2 separate regions of the Rattus norvegicus genome follow, and region 1 is linked to region 2. A link is a contact called in public Hi-C data. All regions are on one chromosome and are shown on one strand. Each heading gives the region's core, a stretch centred on a gene start, on an enhancer-like site or on the middle of the called end of the contact. The rest is flanking DNA. Distances are from core to core; before and after follow the strand shown.

Evidence for each region. A called contact is a pair of places that touch in the nucleus more often than the background predicts.
Region 1: a Hi-C map of the Rat2 cell line shows a contact between it and region 2, with 1.9 times the contacts expected there. The contact joins the promoter of Mrpl44 here to the enhancer-like site in region 2. A contact is called at or near these places in 3 of 12 Hi-C or Micro-C datasets (the Rat2 cell line and kidney).

Annotation. Positions count from the first base shown.
Region 1 is chr9:88,553,515-88,556,995 of GRCr8, forward strand. It overlaps Mrpl44 (mitochondrial ribosomal protein L44), which reads left to right and starts at 1,536. Exons shown (of 4, transcript NM_001031650.1): 1 at 1,536-1,732; 2 at 3,224-3,481. The coding sequence starts at 1,554.
Region 2 is chr9:88,483,413-88,487,113 of GRCr8, forward strand. It overlaps a transcript of Wdfy1 not described here. Among named protein-coding and RNA genes, the nearest start is that of Ap1s3, 27 kb to the left of the region's middle. Within about 2 kb of position 1,524, at least 11 of the 93 cell types and tissues checked have an H3K27ac peak or open chromatin away from gene starts, as enhancers often do.

The sequences.
Region 1 (3,481 bases), core at 286-2,785, 70 kb after region 2:
TAAGCCCCCTTTGGCTCACCTAATTAAAATGCCCAATCAAAATACATCATCCACCCTAACACAGCCCTCTCTTTTTTTATTCTTAAAAATTAAACCGCAACATTTGCTACTGTTTTTCTGCCTGAGTCAGAAAGCAGCAACTTTAATTTTTCTTCTCCACTTAATAAAGTGAAAACAGGTGTTTGGGTGTGGTTTGTTCCTAATCTGGGATCTGAATGGGAACCCTCGATGTGTGTGGGTCTTCTTCCTTAACTTTATTAAACTTGTGATTACTGTTAATCCCACAGATATGAGGAGAAAGACCCCCAACTCAAATCATTATGGCCAAGTTAAATAAAGAAAGCTATTAATTAAAGCAAATCTTTAAAATTTGTGTACATTGGCTGCCTCTCAGTGAAGGTGCGGTTCAAGAGATCAGCATTAGATCTAGGGAAGATAAGAGGTTTTTTTTGTAGTCCAGAGTAGGGGGTTTCCAGATGTGGGATTTGGCAGGCAAATAGGCAGAGTTACAGACACAAAACACAAGCACAAGAAGTTGGTTGTAATAACCTCCTGAAACAAAGATGTGGTTGCAAAGTGGTCATAACAACATGTGGTCACGATAACCTTTTGAAACAAATGCATGGTTGCTATTCCTGGAACAGGCAGTACAGAACCATCTGTAGCTAAGGTGACTGGTGGGGTATAGCCTAGTCTTTGAGAAACAGAGATTTAATCATAAACAGGTACAAATGTAGTTTGTCTTTATTGTAAGATGGCTTTCAAGTCAAAGATGAGACAGGCTGGTTCATCAGTTACATCAACCAGCTTCAGATTAATTCTACCAATAAATGTTATGTTGCAGAAATGAAAATTCCCTGTGGTTTCTTGGAATCCATTTATCTGATGGTCCACGAATTTTCAATGCTTTTAATATCATTTTGATTTGTTTTAGAAAATTTGCTTCAACCAGATATCTGTTAGAAGCTCGTTTATAGCCATTCAGATTCTCCATTTTGAAAAAGCTCAAACGAGGGTGCACAATCCTAGCATAAACACCCTAACTGGGCAGTAACATGTCTTGGTCAGTATTTCAAAGCAGGTGAAAATACATTTCCTGGGCAGGAAGACAGATACTAGTCTTGTTTGGAAACCAATTACAATAACCAAAGAGAGGAAGGAAATAAATTAAAAAATAATTTAGTAACCAGAACAAGCTGTGAAAGTAGGCACACCTAAAGACCCTGGAGTCTAAACTGGGTGACCGCAGGGACATTGTTGCCTTTTTTATTAAAACGAAAACGAAACTAGTTTTTGTTTTTGCTTTAATGAGAAATAAACACAAGAGAGACTGACAGGGTCAAGCAACTGTCTCCCAATAATTTCTGCACCCATATTTATAGAATGGGCAGAAAGAAGCACTTGCGCATGCGCACTATGCTAGTCACGCACTTTCTTGGGTGTCCTGCAGCACTGAGGCCTCTTTCTGTTGCTGCACCAGTTTCCGGGCAACCGCGTTCCCACTACACCGGTCCGGCTGTCTTCCTTCCGCTCTCCATTGCCCTGTTCTTGCCATGGCTTCTGCTGTATTCCGGCTGCTGCAGCAGGGCCCTCGCCGCCTCTTGGCTCCGGCCGCCCCTACGTTGGTTCCTCCAGTTCGGGGAGTGAAGAAGGGATTCCGTGCCGCCTTCCGCTTCCAGAAGGAGCTGGAGCGATGGCGCCTGCTACGCAGCCCGCCACCGCCGGTGCGACGGTAGGCGTCTCGGGAGGGTCGAATGGTTGAGGACACTGGGCTGCAGCTGCCTGCCTGCAACTGCGGTGGGGACGTGTCCGCCACCGGCCTGGGGCAGAGGAACTGGGCGACAGAGGCCGGGCTGCCCCCTGCAGAATCTCACTAGCCGAAAATAAGTGGGATCCGACAGAGGGTAACTGCTTGTAATTGGAATTGGCCCAATTTTGTCCCTTCCTAATCTCAGGCCAATTGGGTACCTTTAAGAGAAATAGGATCGTTCATTCTACAGCGTTGCGTACCAGGGCAGAAAAATTTAGTTCTATGTAAACTGAATTTCGTGTCCACTGCCTGGAGTAAGAGGGTAAAAGTTTAGGTTTTTGATCTAATTAATCTTGTTGCCTGAGGGCTGGGGGAGGACGAATGAAAACAACCAACAAAAAACTCCACACGTTTTTATTAAGTGCATCATGCTCATATATGATCCTGCATCTTGCATATTCTGTTTACTCTGTCTTTGTGGACAAAAGTACACGAAGGTCGACTTCATTCTTACAGTTGCACTGGCATTTGACTTTCGTTAGATTGTTAGTACACATGTGAAGCAGAAACTGTCTCTAGCTAGTTATTCCTGAGCTGAAATTTTGATTGCCTTAATATTGCCCTCCAGGAGAGTATTGACCTCTGTTCACACTAACACCAGTGAGAACACACCTTCTATTACAAAGAATTGTGGCTTAATAAGCAAAACTCAGAATCATGTCTTAATTTTCATTCCCTTGCCCAGTAGACAGGTGGGTATTTTAAGATTCATGAATTAAAATTGGGAAAAACTGTAGAAAACAAATTTAGATTTTCAACTTAGATCTCTCTACGTTTCTTCTCTCTCTTTAAAGAGTTTTGTTTTGGCTATATTTTTCTCTAGGAAAAGATGTTTTAATTCTTGTCTGTGTGTGACTGTGTAGTGTACCTGCACACACCAGGCCTTTGTGTCTGCTAGATAGGCACTCTACCGCTGAATTACAACAGCCTCAACTCTCACCCATGGTTATGAACTTTTAAAACACTTAGAATACTGATACTAGCTTATGTAACTGGAAATTCAAGTGGACATTTCTGAGATTTAAATAAATAGGATATAAGCTAAATAGAATTACTTTTAGTTTGTGGCCTGAATCTATATAGTTATAATTTGTTCATACTCAGGTGGAAAGCATTATTTCACAGTTAGAGCAGAAGGAAGGAACTTAAAAGCTAGAAGAGCAGCCTAATCTGATGTGAACAGTCTCTTTAATATGGCAATGAAGCCAAAATGAAAAAATTAATCCACATTTATGGAGACTGATAAAGGACTGTCAGCGTTCACCTGTATTCTTTTTTTGTATCTAAACTGTCAAAACCCGACAATAAAAGAAAAATAAAATGATTGCGTTCCTCTGTGTAATAGTTACAGCACAGTTGTACGTGGTACCATGCCCTTCTCCTTACCATCTCTTACTGTTTCTACCTCCTCAGCTCAGAGAAGCCAAACTGGGATTACCATGCGGAGATACAAGCCTTTGGGTCCCGGTTACAAGAGGCCTTTTCGTTGGACCTTCTCAAAACAGCATTTGTCAATAGCTGCTACATCAAAAGTGAAGAGGCGAAACGTCAGAACCTCGGCATAGAGAAAGAAGCCGCTCTTCTGAATCTTAAGGACAATCAAGAACTGTTTGAGCAAGGGCTGTCTTTTTCACATCGGTGCCTCACACAGTTTCTTGAAGACGAGTTTCC
Region 2 (3,701 bases), core at 274-2,773:
GGGATAAGACTGTTTAAAAGCGCCCGTAGCAGGCTGAGGAAATGTTCCCCATAGGGAACACTGAACACTGTGCTGTGTGTGAAAGCTATGGAGCTTTAGGGAGTGGAGCCCTGCTAGAGGTGGGACTGGAGAACTCTGAGCATGCTGTACTTCCTGATTCCTTGCTGCTGGCGAGAGGCTGAAGATCCGGCTCCCCCATCCGGGCCAAGCATTCAGACAGGCACTTCGTGACACACCCTGGCCGTGACAGTTAGGATTATGGGAAAAGCAACAAGTCTTGCCTCAGTTACTGTTAGTCATCATACTTCAGCACAGCAACAGAAATGGAACTAAGTGGCACCCCAGACTCATCACGACTCCATCGGGAAGTGGGAGATACTCAACTCCTGGTGTTGTGCTGTCTTCCAAGCTGTGCCCTGACCTTGTCACCATCCAGGCAGAGGCAAAGAGATGTTAAAGAGGGACAACTGTGCTGTCCAGCTGCTGCATTTCCTGAATGAACCCCTGAACCACTAAAACCTCCGAAGAATCTCCTGTGAGGGAAAGTACAAAGGGCCTTCGCTCATGACAGCAAAATGACAAAGTGGCTGCCAGGAAGACTTCACACAGACCTGGATACTTCCCTGAGGATACCTTGCAGGATGAACTGGATCAGAGATGGTGGACCAGTGACAGCTAGGACCATATCTTGACCAGGACTGCTTAAATATGCATACCTCTGGGCTCTCTTGAAACCTAAACCTCATGTTAGTGTACTGAGGTTGTACTTGGGGTTAATAGACAACGCCGTCTTTTCCTTTGTGGTTTTGAGACAGGGTTGTAACAGCCCTGGCTGTCCCAGAACTCATTTCATAGACTGGGTCAGCCTCAAACTCAGAGCTCCACCTGCTCTGCCTTCTGAGTGCTGGGATTAAAGGTGTGTGCTAGCACACCTGGCTTTGATCCCTGCTTCTGTTCCCAAATGTGACCACAGTGAATAAGTTCATTCTCTTCTTTTGTGTGTCGTATCTCTTGTCTGGACTTTCACAGGTTCTGGAGAGGCTCCCCATCACTTCTTTGGCTATACACACTCTAGATCATTGCTTTTCTCCAGACACGCGAAGCTTGCTGTGAAGGCCTGGACCTCTTGCTCTATCCAGGTGTGTCTGGCCTTTTGACATCACATCATAACACTGTCGTAAACAAGTTCAGGCATGAGAAGTTTGCAATCAAGTGTTTTAAGTTAAAAAAGAAAAGAAAGAGAAACCTTAGTGTTTTAAGCACGTTTACAACTTTGTGCTTGGTTTAATTCATAGCTCCTTGGTCACATGCAGTCTGGGGACAGACCGAACACACATGTCAGCTGTTTTCTCTTCCCTGGATCGTTTTCCTTGTTTCTGGCTTTGCTCTCTCCTTTAAAATCTTTGTACATGTGTCATTCTGACCACAGTTTAACTTGGCAAGCCGCCTCCTACCACACCTCCCATCCGCCTTCCATCTCTAGAAACCTGCTCCTTCTGTTTGCTTCCTCCCGCTTATTACTTTCTGGTACACTGTACAAGTGATCTATTTGTTGAGTCACTGTTTCCCTCTGTAAGAATGTAAGCTCACCACAGCCGAGCTTTGCTTTATGCTCAAGGTTTTTTCAACAAGTGAACTGCGTGTCAACAAAGACACAGGCTTAAAAGACAAGAATCACATGTAGCAGACTGCAGAAAATTCAGTGACTCAAAGCTTTTCTCACTGCTCTAATCTCCATGCATAATTTACAAACACTGTAGAACTCCAGTGCCTCTATATTCTGTTAATATAATGTTTTGGTTATCCCATGCCTGTTGGTTCAAAACCGAAATCAATATGGTTAGAAACAAACAAAACTTGGTCTTGGGATAGTAGAGGGAAGGAGGTGAAGGAGAGAATGGCTTCAGCTGGCCCTGGTGGAAAAGCAACTGGTTTCTGCAGTGGCCCCTCACATGTGTTCTACCACTGTGGGCTACAGCTCTTCTTTCCAGACAGTTCTGCATGCTGGGAATCTAACGAGGAACTTGGAGACTGGGGCTTTACATGTCAGGACACCACGCTGCACACTGCAAAGCACACTAACACTCTTTAAAAGTCTGTTTTCTTGTCCACACTTTTGTGGGTCAGGAATCTGAGAGCAGGGTCCCACAGCAGTGCCTGTTTCTGGTGCCTCCTGACGTTCCAGATGTTGCTGGCTGCATCTACGGCAACCAAAAAGCTGGGCTGCGCTGGATGTCCAGGATGGGACACTCACAAGGCTGGATGCTTGTGCTGGCTGTCAGCTGGAGCTGTTTTCCCAGACAGATGAGAACTTCATGCCATTTTCTGACCTAGCCTCAGAATCACATGTTTTACCTTCTACCAGTTTCCCAGAGTTACCAAGGCTGGCCTGGTGAGCCACTGAAATTCACTGAAGTAGGCTCAGTTTTAGGGGGAACACAAGAGATATCACCACTTCATAGGAGGAAGGTATGAAGCTCTGTGGAAATAACTTAAGAAATACGACAGCATCCACAAGAGCATAAAACTGAGGGTGGGTTCTTACAGCCTCATGATAAGAAGCCCCTCCCCCCACCAAAGTAGACTCTGCTGTTTTAGGAAGACCAACACCTCACCATGGCCTCTGTGGCTCATCAACTTTATAGTCTGTCTTATACCTCTATCTTATACCACTTCCAGCCTTTGGTTAATGTGCCAGCAGCCTGCCAGGGAAGGGAGGTGGTGGGAGGGTGGCTGTGAGGAAATGTCCTCCCAGCAGCCCTACTCCAGGCTCACCCTGAGCGAATTCACACCACTTGCTTTTCACTTGCACACCACTTCACAGCAGCTGATTGGCACAAACTGGGCTAGCACCGATACTTTAAAGAAGATGGACTGTTGTTCTTTACTGATTAACTTAAGTGGCTAAGGCATGGCCCGTGCCAAGTGTTTCTCTCCGTCCACTCTGCACTGGCCAGGCAGTGCTCTACCGCTGACCCATATCCTCAAAGCATCAGGCAAACACCGTTGCTGTGCATGACAATATGCTCATGAGCTTATCCACAAACTCCCTAGTCATAGAGGCGGGAGGGGCTGACAAGACGGCTCAGAGAATGAAGGCAGGCACTAACGAGACCGAGGACCAGAGTTCGAACCCTAGGACCTCACATGATAGGGGGAAAACCTGCTCCTGGGGCCAAGTTTGTCCCCCCTGTCAATAAGTAAACAAACACACAAATAAAATATTTTACAAGTTAGAAAGATGATGACAAGGGCAGAGGTAAGAGATAAGAATGAGAGACCACAGCTGAAAGGAGGGGTGAGGAAAATGAAAGCATTCTTCTACTGTGGATGGGACAAGAGTTGTGAGTTGGGCTTACAGAACAGCATGATCTGAGTCATGCTGCATCAGATGTGACAGCAGACTGACAGGAGTGGGGAGACTGGTTAGAAAAACCATGGAACATGGGGACAGAAGCTGTTTGGTGGCTGGTGCTGGGATATTACTTGAAGAAACAACTGACCGGGGCTTTGTGTTCGGGTTTACATCTGCAAGGCTGACCGACTTTACTTATCAGTAACTATTACTTTTTTATCATATATAAATATAACCACACGTGGGACATGTACGCCACATTTTCAGTACACAATTGCAATTTGGGATTCGCTCGGGATCAGAGCAGGACTCCTGGAGAAAGGGTTATTAGATGCTCTGCAGGGCC